Regions from separate parts of the Sus scrofa genome. Here region 1 is linked to region 2. A link is a contact called in public HiChIP or PLAC-seq data. All regions are on one chromosome and are shown on one strand. The core of a region is the stretch at or near the end of the contact, and the rest is flanking DNA. Distances in the headings are between cores, read along the strand shown. Region 1 holds the start of PDZD7 (PDZ domain-containing protein 7). Region 2 holds the start of LZTS2 (leucine zipper putative tumor suppressor 2).

Region 1 (6,038 bases), core at 1,571-4,070, 33 kb after region 2:
GTGCCCCCTTCCTCCAGGGCCCAGGCCTGGGGCTCCCTCCAGACCTTCGACCCACCTCTTCCCCCCAACCCCCTTCAGAACATTTGCTGCTCTACCTCTATTTCTGTCCTTCTGCACCTGAAACCTTTGATTCTCTCTGCCCAGCTGGGCACTGACCCCTCACAGCCCAGCACAGAGCAGGGCACACAACAGGCTGGCTGATGAAGAACGTCCTTCGCGATCCTGCCCGACACACCAAAGTCATACACAAATGGGTTTGGAGAAAGGCAGAGTCCACAGGAGGGAAGGGCCAATTCAATACCTTGCCTTGCTCACTTGGGGGCTAGCATACCACACACCCTTCCCTGCCTTCATACCTCCCACTTCCAATCTCTCCACAATCCTGGAAACCTAAAGGATTGACCTGAAGGTGAGAAAAGAGTAAATGAGGAAGAGTCAATAGGTCACCAGAGGCACATCCCTACGGCTTCTATCTGTTGAGTTCCCCCACCCATATTGGCTCTGCCTCCTCCTGCTTAGCGCCCGCTGCCCCTTACCCCCACCAGCAGTGCCCCGGCCCATGGCTGGGCCCTGCCCCCACCTTCAATGGGGGAGTTGATGAGGATGACGCGGCCCATGGGCGATGAGGCTCGGATTCCGCGGGGGGGCCCATTCAGCAGCCGCTGTTGCTTCCTCAGCAGGTATCGCGTTGCCGAGCCCGACTCGCTGCCCAGGTGGCCTCGGGAGGAGAGGGAGCTCAGAGAGCCGGAGCTTAGGTCTCTGAGGCCCAGTGGGTCGAAGCCCACTGCGAAACCACGTGCCATGGTGGCCAGACTGTGCGGGGACCCTACAGGTTCAGAAGGAACCTGCTAGCCCTCGAGAGGAAGGCCCCATTCGCCCTGGCTCTGTGAGCCTTCTGTGCAGACTGTGGCTTCAGAGACTGGGAGACCCCACTGCGTCCCAGGAGTATCTGCTCCAGGCCTGCGCAGGGAGAGCCAGGATTGGGGAACGGGCGAGAATGCCGCCCCTGCAGCCCCCAAAACCTCCCTCCCTCCCCCTGGTTTGTGCGTCCTCCCTGACATGCCGTAAGACCCTCACCTCTCCCACCCATGACCAGAGAAATGCCCAGTTCCGGCACCATCATGGGCTTTTGGAACTATTTATACAACAAGGTGGATGGGAACCCCTCTTTCACCCCTAGTTCCTGCTCTCAGCTGAGTCATCTCCTCCACAAGTCCCCCGTCCTCAGTAGAGGCGGAAAGAGAGGAGACAGAATTATCGTCAGCCCTAGGGCTTCAAGCAGTGTGAGAGAAACCGGGGCCAGAATAGTTCACTGCGCCGCCTCTCAAGTGTATGTGGGTAGAGGACTAGCCCCAAGGGCTTGGCCCTCGAGGGGCTCCAGGACGTGGCACAGCTGCAGCCAAAGGCCCCAGAGATTCCTCGGCCCCTAGAGATCCCCAGGTCCCAGGCTGCAGTCCCCTCCACCCCTACCCCCCCACCCCCCATCCAGGCTTGGGGTAAGGACTTGCTGTCGAGAGCCCTTCAACATACCGCGCAAAACCTGGAACCAAGTTCCCCAAAGAAACTCCGGGACCCAGAACGCAGCACCCCACCCCCGGCTCGGTCCTCCCGGCCCCTCTCACCTGCTTGCTTGTGCGGCCGCAGCCGGCCTCGCCCGCCCGCGGGCGCGCGCAATACCGCAGCAGCCGCGGAATCCCCGCCCACGCCCCGCGGAGGCGGCAGGAATGGGGCAGGCTAGTGCAGCCCCGGGCTCCCATTGGCTGGGAGCGACGCCAGTCATTCCTCCCTCCGCCTCCCTTGGGTGCCCCTGAACGCAGTTCGCAACCTGGGCTGGGGTCGCTGGGTTCTACACACTCCAATTGAGTTCGGATGCCCCACTCTGTACCACGAACTTAGGGCTGGGGCCTTGGCTTGCTCTGCTCCCGCTACCTGTACAGCTCAGGGGAGCCCAGAACCCTGTCTTCTCCAGGCCAAGCCAGCTGCCAGGACTCGTGGAATTGTCACCCCTCTGCAGTGATCCCTGAGGCCTCAGTGAGGATGTCACCCAACAGCGGGGTGTGAGCCTGCGGTGGGCAGGAGCATGGGTGTGTGGCACGCATGCTCTGAATGATGATTGGGTGAGGGTGCGTGTGTGTGTGTGTGTGTGTGTGTGTGTGTGTGTGTGTCTGAGCGCTGCCTTCACATGCATCCTCCTTCTATATCAGAAAGTGTCTCTCTGGCCACCCAGTTCTGGAATGTATGCGGGGGGGGGGGAGGCAGCTGATAACAGGACACTAGGAGGAAGAATCTTTTTGATCCACTTCCTTGATAGGACAGAGGGATCTTGAGATTTCCGCCCCTTCACACCCAGAGCAGGGACTGGGGCCAGGGTCTGCGAAGCAGGGGTAGAAATTGCGGGCATAAAGAAACTGGGCACCCTAGCAGAGTTAGAGGTTACAGAAGGGAGTAAGGAGGGGACTAGGAAGGAGGAAAGGACTGGGGACATAGAAGGGGCACAGGCACGAGAAGAACCACACTGGTGCGAGTGCTGAGGTGCTGCGAGAGGAGCTTGTGGGAACCAGGAGAGGCGCCCAGGGGGGCAAGTAGGCAGAGGCCACTGCCAAGGCAGCCATCGAGTAAACAAGCCGGCGGTAACCCGAGTCCCTCCGAGCGCACCATCAGTGGATGCCCCTCCACGTCGCGCGCCTTCACCCTGGGCACCCAGATCCCTTGCTGAAGAAACCCGGTGCCTCCCGAGGCCAACCAAGGCACTGTGAGCAAATGGGGCAGCGCCCGCCGCTCTTCCCCTCCTCTCTCGGGCTGGGGACAGGGCCAGAACTGATCCTGGAGTCGGGATTGGCTCTGGGAGGCACCGTAGGGCCGGTCTCGGTGGACCGGGCTGGGGGCGTCGCCCCTAATGATACCCAACGCCCCCAGGCTCTGCCAATCCCTGGCCACGCCAGGCGAATGCGCCGAGGGAGCCCCAGCCTCTCAGGCTAGTGAGCGTCACACGTGACGTGTGCTTGATGGGTGTGAGGGCGGGGGCGACGGGCGCAGAGGAAGGCGGGCCTAAGAGCTGCAGAGGCCGGGAGCCGGGGAGCCCAGGAGAGCGTGAGTGCTCGCTGTGCCGGGCGGGGTCCGGGGGTCAGGAAAATAGCGGGTTGAGGGCTGGGAGTCAGAGAGGAAAGCTGCCTTGAAGTGCTCTCTCTTCAGCACACTTCCAGGCAGTGTGAGATTCAGTATCTTCGGCTCAAGGGAGGTCCATGGGGCCGGAGGGGAGGTTAGTTGGGGAAGGAATGTCGGGGTGGGGCTCTATGGATCACACAATAAAGTGTCTGCAACTGATAGATATGGGCTGTGTGTGTGTGTGTGCGTGCAAGTAACGGTCTTTGTATGCAGGGCGTGTCCACTCCATTTGTAAGTCTGGGTAGGGCATGTATGCTGCTGTCTTTGTGTGTGGGTATGTGAATATGAGTGTGCAAGGCAGCGGAGGGTGTGTCTGCCTGCGAGGGAGGAAGTGTGGTTGGAGAGGATTAGTCATTCTGTAGGATTTTGCCCAACACAGCCAGATGGCGGCTTCAGGCTTGCCTTTCTGGGCTGAATGGAGGGGTCACTTACTGAACCCTGCTTCTTTTGAGGCCAGTGGCTCAGGGAGAGGTGGGATGGGTGTCTATGTCAGCCCTGCCCAGGTGGGAAACAAGGAGATCCTTGGGCCCTTCTGTGTGGGATGAGGAAGGTGGCTCTGGAGGGGGGAACTTGTGCGTGCATGCCTGTGGGCATACCTAGCTGGCAGGCTTCAGAGTCACCTTTTAGAGATCTGGAATAGATAAGCCTTAGAGTTGCCAATGAGCCATTGCTCTCCTCCAGTCCGGGCTTGGGGTGTGGGATGGCTTATACCGTCTTCCAAACAGCCTTAGGGGTTTGTATGTAGGCTCAGGGCAGCCAGGGCCTAAAGCTGAATGAACATGGATGTGTGATGCATATAATCTGCATGTTTGTGCATACAGAGCACATGAATAGCTGTAGAGGATTTGTTGCTGCTGCTGCATCAACCACACACATGTAAATCCTCACTCATGGAAATCTGTGCCAGGCCAGAGCACAAGGACATCTGTTTTCCTGGCTCTGTTCTCCCCTGTCCCCTTCTCCTGTGTCTGCAGGTCCCTGAGCTAGGACACTGCCTAGAAAACAGCTCCCCTCCCCCACATCCTTGCTTACGTATCCAGAATCACCTTGAGCTCTAGAAGGGATTGGCAGTAAGCCCAGGGACCAGGGTAGGGCTACCAAAGTTGGCCCCATGTGGAGTCCTTGGGTCCTCTCCTTGGAGTCCTCTGACTCTGGTCCCTCCCCTGCAGAAAATGGGTGAGTTGCCCTTAGATATCAATATCCAGGAACCTCGCTGGGACCAAAGCACTTTCCTGGGTAGAGCCCGGCACTTCTTCACTGTGACCGACCCTCGAAATCTGCTGCTGTCTGGGGCACAGCTGGAAGCTTCCCGGAACATCGTGCAGAACTACAGGTGACTCCCAACCCCAACTGACCCAGGGTCTCCTTCCCTGCCATTAATAAAGTACCCTTTGCACCTGTCTCCCCTGTTCCACTCCTCCACCCCAACCCCTACTCCCTAGCCCTATCTGTTGGAATCACAGACAAGTAGGGCACAGAACGTTAACCCAAAAAATTTCAGGGTGTTTGGCTTGAGAAGGTAGTATTAATATTTATGGTCAGGGGGCTGCTCTATGCTTCATACTTTACAAGGACCTGTTCCACTGCTGGGCCACCCTATACAAGGATAGAGGGGCTCAAATTTGGGTCCCAAGGAGGTAGGAGGGCAGGAGGAAAAACTCTTGCAACACCCCAGCCATTTGTGACCCGTTGGAAACCACCATTACTCATGACCCAGCATTTGGGCAGAGTCAGAAGGGCACCCTTCTATGTGTGGCTAAGAAGGGAAATAGCAATAGGAGCCTTCCTTCCGCGACAATTTAATTCTTCCCCAGAAGTAAGGAGCTTCTTTATTACGAGGTTGAGGGCCAAAGTACCTGATCCTATGCCCAGACTTCTCCTGAGCTGCGTGGGCAGGGCTTGGGTGGGGGGATCTGCCCCTAGAATTGCTGTCTGCTCCTTGCCAACCCCTGCAGGGCCGGCGTGGTGACTCCAGGGCTCACCGAGGACCAGCTGTGGCGGGCCAAGTATGTGTACGACTCTGCCTTCCATCCGGACACAGGGGAGAAGGTGGTCCTGATTGGCCGCATGTCAGCCCAGGTGCCCATGAACATGACCATCACCGGCTGCATGCTCACCTTCTACAGGCAGGTTCTATCCTGTGTGTCTCCTCCCTGGGTGCTCTGTCCAAGCTAGAGCATAACTTGATGACTAGGCACTTCCGGTCTGGGCCAATTTGGGCAGAAAATAGTAGATGGGTGAGAGCTTGTGTTAGAATCCCTTCCCTTCCTCTGAACTCGGTCAGGGGTCCTCCCACCCCAGAGACCATGGGTGTGTTTGTGTAAGGACGACCATGCAGGGGTCACTGGAGCAGGTTCTAGGGTCATCAACAGGGCCTCCCCTGAGGGTTTGGGGCTAAGCTTTGGGGTTTTATGATTGGGGTCCAAGAAGGAGGGACACTGTCGAAGTAAGCCTTTTTGTTCCCCAGGAAGACCCCAACCGTGGTGTTCTGGCAGTGGGTGAATCAATCCTTCAATGCCATTGTTAACTACTCCAACCGCAGTGGAGACGCTCCCATCACCGTGGGGTGAGAGCTCATCCCCAGGGGCTCTTCTCCCCGCCCTCCGTTGCTCTCTCGTGTTCCCTGAGGGCCCATGTAGCCGGTGGCTCAGTGCCCTCCTCTCAGCCTGCCCCCACCCGCCACTGTCCTGGCTTGACTGAGGGCATGGGGTCTTCTCATGTATGCTTTGGGGGACCCAGTTCTCTTCAAGGGGAGTGACCGGGGCTTCCGGACAAGTCTATACGGGAGCAGGGGAGACGTTTCTCCACAATAAGGCCACCCTCCCACGCTCCATGTATTGAAGATTTGGCACATCCTTAAAGCAAAGAGCCAC
Region 2 (5,886 bases), core at 3,018-5,517:
AAGAAACTTGGATTGAGTAAGGTGGTGAGCTGTGGAGCCAGAAGTATTAGCAGCAGAGGGAAAAGCATGTATAATATCCGGGACAGCAGCAGAGTTGTCAAGGAACCAAAATACTCCAGTGGCCCCGGCATTGCGGTCAGTAGTTCAGAGAGCTTTGGTGATGGGGGAAGTAGTTTTCCCTTCCCCCATTCTTTTTTTTCTTTTTTTTTTTTTTTTTTTTTTGTCTTTTTAGGGCCATACCCACAGCATATGGAGGTTCCTAGGCTACAGGTTTGAATCGGAGCTGTAGCCACCAGCCTACACCACAGACACAGTGACACCAGATCCAAGCTCCATCTGCAACCTGCACCACAACCCAACGGATGGCAACGCTGGATCCTTAACCCACTGAGCGAGGGATTGAGCCTGCATCCCCATGGATGCTAGTCAGATTCATTTCCACTGAGCCACAATGGGAACTCCCCCTTCCCCCATTCTTGCTGTTCCTCCCTGCTCCCTCAACCTTCCTTTGTGCTTCTCTCATATGTCTTCTCACTGCTCCTTCCCCCCTCTGCCTCTTATCCAACAGGCAAGCCAGGAAGCAGATAACGTTCTGATCCTGCAAGACAGAAAGCTGGTAACTGGACCAGGGAAACGGTATCTGCAGGTATCCAAGAACCGCTTTGATGGAGATGTAGGCGTTTTCCCACTTGAATTCAACAAAAGCTCTCTTACCTTCTCCATACCACCAAAGAGCAAGGCTCGGCTCAAGAAGATCAAGGATGACAATGGTTTAGCGGCAAAAAAGCCCTCTTCTGGCAAAAAGGGGGCTATGCCCCAGATCTCTGAGACTTGCTCAGACCAGGCTCCCAAACCCTACCAGCCAGACCTCACCAAGCCTTCAAGGTGAAGGCATTGCAGAGCTGGACACTGAAACAAGTCTGGCAGGACGGGCTTGAGTAGAGACTCTTGGTCCTCTGCTAAGGCTGCCTCTGTCCTAGAGTCAGAACTATAGGCCCTTCTCAGTCTGAGGGGTATAGCCTCGGGCAAGGTTCCATGGCAAGAGAATTCAGTTTAGCAAATTTTGAGAACCTACTTTGTGCTGGGCTTTATTCTAGGTCCTGGGACTATAGCACTGATAAGACATAGGAGGTCCCTGCTTCTGTGGGACCTGTAGTGTGGTAGAAGAGACAAGACAAGCAGTGAACAAATATATCTGAAACATAATCTTAGATAGTGAAAAATGTTTTAAAGGAAAAAATACAGTAATGTGATAGTGCTTATAGGCTGGTTTAGATTAAGATCTAAAATCTCTCTGAGCATAGGATGTTGTAGCTGGGGACTATGAAGAACTAGGATTGAGCCATATGAACATCTGGAGAAAGAGGAATCCTAGCAGAGGGAAAAGCAAATACAAAGACCCTAAAGTGGGAATGAGCTAGTTGAGTTCAAAGCAGTGGGGTCAGGGAGTCCCCATTGTGACTCAGTGGGTTAAGAACCTGATGTAGGAGTTCCTGTTATGGCACAGTGGTTAATGAACCTGACTGTTATCCATGAGAATGAAGGTTTAATCCCTGGCCTTGCTCAGTGGGCTAAGGATCTGGCATTGCTGTGGCTGTGGTGTAGGAGGGCGGCTGCAGCTCCAGTTGGACCCCTAGCCTGGGAAACTCCATATGCCATGGGTGCAGCCCTAAAGAGACCAAAAAAAAAAAAAAAAAACCCAAAAAACTAACACAGTGTCTGTGAGGATGCAGGTTCAATCCCTGATCTCACTGGAGTGGGTTAAGGATCTGGCGTTGCCATGGCTGTGGCTGTGGCATAGGCCAGCAGCTGTAGCTCAGATTTAACCTCAGGAACTTCCATAAGCAACCTAAAAAGAAAAAGAAAAAAAAAACAAAAACAGTGGGGTCAGCCCCCTGAACTTGCAGGGGAATAGTGGACTTCTGCAAAAAGCCTCTAGCCCGGGCTTGTAGAGGCAAAGGGCTGCATGGTGGGTATCAGACTGGAGCCTACCACGAGGTGGTGCTTACTGCCACTGGATCTAGGTGCTTGGCAGTTATGCTACCAGGGCCACAAAGAGGGAAGTCTTGGCTAGAGAGCCATGGAAGGAAGCTGTGAGCCCAGAGTGCCTGCCACCCTGATGCTCAGTCTATGGTATCTGCCTCAGATTGCTGGAGTGGATGCAATCATGACTTTTTGTAGAGCCTTTTCCAGTTTTATTGAAAAAAAAAAAAAAAAATTGCCTTTGTTGCTGTGCATTTTTTTGTTTGTCCACCAGATGTCTCCCCAGTTTTTAACTGGATTTTCTCACTTTGAACTGGATGGGTCCCCTACCCCACCCCATCTGAGCTATGGGCTCCCAAGAAAGCAGGGGCATTAAAGGGTCTTCATGCATACACCCCCTTACACCTCTTCATGGCCTGGGGAAGACAGGATGGTGCCTCTTTATCCCTATCGTCTGTGAGGATCTCTGTGTGATCCCTGGCAGAGGTGTGGGTCACTGGGCCCCATGCCTAGGCCTTGCTGGACCAGCTGGCGCTCTATGACATGAGCCACTCATTGGCCTCTCTCATTGTGAACTCTGGCTCAGCATATTCTTATCCCCCCTACCCCCCATTTTCCTCTTCTTGCATCCTCTCAGCGTTTATGTTAATGTGTGTCAGGACTGGGGCTCCTGTTTAAAAATGCAGAACCTAGGCCCTGCTGTCTCCCCATTCCTCACACGCACAGGCATTTCTAATTCTGGAGGTTTCAGGAGATGTACAGGACTCCTCATGTGTAAGAAGTCCTGAAAGAAATTAGACGATAATTTATCCAGAGACCCTGACAAATATTCCTAAATAATGACACTTTTCCATTTCATTTCCTCTGATATCCCGAAGTGCCCGTTTCCTTTTAGATTTGCCTGCAGAAGTGGTGAGAATGCAAGCTGTTTTAAAGGGGCTGGGGAGAAACCTTTTGTAGAGGGGGTTGGGGGAGGTTTCCTGCTCCCTGGAAGCAGGGCTGCCTTATCAAGGTCTCCCTGTAACCTGAGAGGAGGCTCTGGACCCCTGTGGGATGGATGGTCTGGGGTCTCTGGTCTGTGGTGTGTGAGAACTGTGACTGCAGTTGTCTTCTGAAACAGACCCTGGAGCAAAGCCATTCCCTGGGGGGGAGGGGGGAGATCCTCCAGGGCCTCCCTTCTTGGGGGTCTCTCCCAGACTGGCTGGAGCCAGCTCTCCTAATCCCACAGTAATCATTCCCAGCCGCTGGCTGGTCTAGGCCTCATCCAGGGGCTACAACACTGAACATCAGCCATGCCTTCCAGATGCACCCCACCAGATCAATGCTACCTAGAAAGGTGTTGGTCTGGTCTCCCTAGAATGCCTGGTGTGTTCTCAGGAAATACTTTAGGAGTTTCCATTAGGGAACTTTTGCGAGGTGTCTGTGTGAACTGGCTATAGAGGAATAGATACACACTTGCCCGGCTTGCCCCACCCTCCTAGCAGACACCACCACACTGCACAAACCAGCTCGGGGGAGGGGAAGCTAATTCTCCCCCAGCCCCACCCCGTACACAAGCACATTCCATTCCACACCTGTCTTAAGCTCCTAGCATCAGAATTAGCCAGAAGTATGTTCCGGAGTAACTGCAGCCTAGAAAGTGGCAGGTAATCCCTAGTTCCTGGGTAAGGTCCCTGGGACTCCCTGTCCCTGTACTCAGCCAAAGTGGATTGAGGCAAATCACCTGGGCTAGAACCAGCATTCCATGTGCCCAGTTGGACATTTAGAACCTTCCTGAGAGCTGAGGAAGAGCCTGACAGAACAGGGTCCCTGGATCTGCAGCGCTGTCTGCTGTCTTCAGACTCATTGTCACACTTAGCTGTGTGGGGGCAGCTTTGGTTCTCCATCTTGCATTTGAGAAGGGACTAAACTCACAAGACTCCGGCTACCCAGGGCTCAGGCTGCAAATACAGCCCAGATACCTGTAGACAGCACAGTCTGCCCTCACAAAGGCCACTTTGGGTGCCATGGAGGGAGGGAGCCCTTGGTTCCTCCCTGCAGTACAGGTCAACTTCCTGTTTGTGCCTGTGGGTGGAACTTTTACGAGTCTAGGAGAAGCGTGGCCATACTCTGTGGGGGCCCAAACCGGCAGGCCGGCTCACCTGGGCCGACACCTACTCGGGGAGGGGGAGGTGCTGGTCCTCAAGGGCAGCCCCAACGCCGAGGTGTGTGTGTGTGAGGAAGGCGGGGTCTGTTTTGGTGAAACCCGAGCCTTCTTTGTCTGCTTCCCAGGGGTTTTCCCCATCTGGGGACTGGGCTGAGCATGGACCAGGATGGGCTCCCTAAAGCGCTGAGGAAGGTGGCTGTAAAGCCCTACAGCCGACTTGGTTAGGACAGCCAGCCAGCTTAGCTGTCACGTGCCACTGGCCCCTTCCCCGAGCTGAAAGACAAATGCTGTAAGGTGTGAAGTCAGAGGCCAGAGGAGCAGTCCTGGGCCACCATCGAGCCACATCTGGGCTGGGCACTGGGTCGGTTGTTGAGGGGGTGCTGCGCAGACCACTCCCCTGTCGGGGTCGGGGGCGCGGCCTCAGCCGCCCCGCCCCGCTCCTCCAGGCCCGGCCGGACGGGCGCTGGGAGTCCGCAGCCCGGAGCGGGCTTGGGAGCCGGCCGATCTGCGGCGAGGAGGTGCTGGCGCTGGAGCAGGAGCCGGGAGGGGAGCTGGAGCGGCGGCGCAGGTGGCCCTAGGTGAGTGCGTGGTGGGGCCGCGGAGGTGTCGGAACTCTAGCTCCTGCACAGCCCCGCGCCGGAGCGAACTTTACCGGTCTTGGAAGGTTGGGGGTTGGAGTGAGGAGGGGAGTCCCCAGTGCAGGAGGCACAAGCGAAGAGTGTGAACAGGGAACCTACACGGAACCTCACACTCACGGGTCCAAACACGCGTACACACAGACCCACGCGCGCACCTGAGACAGACGAACACACGTGCACCCTAAAGAGGACGCGCCCAGTGAGCTGTGCCTGCCGTCCCTGGAACAACGCCACTGGCCCGCGGGACCCCCAGCGGGCAAGGCGCGCTGCTGCCGCGTACTTGACAGGGGTGGGAGGAAAGACCCAGGGACCGCCGACGGGGGCGGGCCGGGTGGGACAACTCCAGAGGTTCCTGCTTTCCGGCAGCCCGCAGGTGAAGACTAAGACGTAAACAGGAGCCGAGCACGTGATCGTAGCGCAGACCTGTGGGCTGTGCTCCCCCCACCCGGGCCTCAGGGCGGGAACCGCCCGCCCCGGTGCAGGACGGGCTTGCAAGGTACCTGGCCGGGCTGTAGTCCATTCTCCACCTCCCCCGGAAGGAGAACACAACGCCCCCTGGAGTCGGGTTAGCGAAGGAGAACAGGAGGCTGTTGGTCTGGCCTGGGGTTACCTGGGCTCTTCGCCCTTCCTTCTCCCCAACATGGTGCCCCATCCCTGAAGATATTGGGGGCGTGGGGGCGATATTCTGGATGGCAGCGTATAGCAGCCAAGGGAGCAGCTACGGCAGCGCCTGTGGGTGCCCTTCCTACTACCACCCCTCCCTGCAGAGCTAGGAGCTCCTCCTTGCAATGTAGGAACAGAAAGCCCACGCATGCAAGAGTGGGAGTCCCCCTTCCCCAGAGAATGCAGGAGCGTGCACATCTCAACACCAGAGAGGGCCTGTCTCCCTCCCGTAGAAGGGAAGACAGCCCCCTCCCCCCAGGGCATGAAAGTGGGCATCGGCCCTCGGCCTCCTTCCTCACCCCACCCCCCACCCCTACACGCACGCTGAGCCCAGCTGCTGCCTGAGCTTCTGGGCTGGCTGCCAGAAAGGGGAGGCGGCTCCTAGTGCCCCAGGAGGCTGGGATCAGGGCAAGGCCAGAAGAGGGGGGGGGGGTCTCTACCGGAGTGGGACTCAGT

What was found. HiChIP or PLAC-seq counts read pairs in DNA pulled down with a chosen protein or histone mark.
Region 1: an H3K27ac HiChIP or PLAC-seq map of alveolar macrophages shows a contact between it and region 2. The contact joins the promoter of PDZD7 here to the promoter of LZTS2 in region 2. A contact is called at or near these places in 10 of 47 Hi-C or Micro-C datasets (embryonic fibroblasts, epiblast stem cells, heart right ventricle and 5 more) and 2 of 2 datasets of contacts at active chromatin or transcription factors (alveolar macrophages and skeletal muscle).

The regions. Positions count from the first base shown.
Region 1 is chr14:112,108,528-112,114,565 of Sscrofa11.1, forward strand. PDZD7 (PDZ domain-containing protein 7) reads right to left here and starts at 2,821. Exons shown (of 18, transcript XM_021072670.1): 1 at 1,623-2,821; 2 at 581-960. The coding sequence starts at 803. It overlaps SFXN3 (sideroflexin-3), which reads left to right and starts at 2,956. Exons shown (of 11, transcript XM_021072679.1): 1 at 2,956-3,090; 2 at 4,335-4,498; 3 at 5,121-5,291; 4 at 5,633-5,731. The coding sequence starts at 4,338.
Region 2 is chr14:112,073,944-112,079,829 of Sscrofa11.1, forward strand. It overlaps LZTS2 (leucine zipper putative tumor suppressor 2), which reads left to right and starts at 4,268. Exons shown (of 5, transcript XM_021072676.1): 1 at 4,268-4,707. TWNK (twinkle protein, mitochondrial) reads left to right here. Exons shown (of 5, transcript XM_003483540.4): 5 at 569-2,226. The coding sequence ends at 889.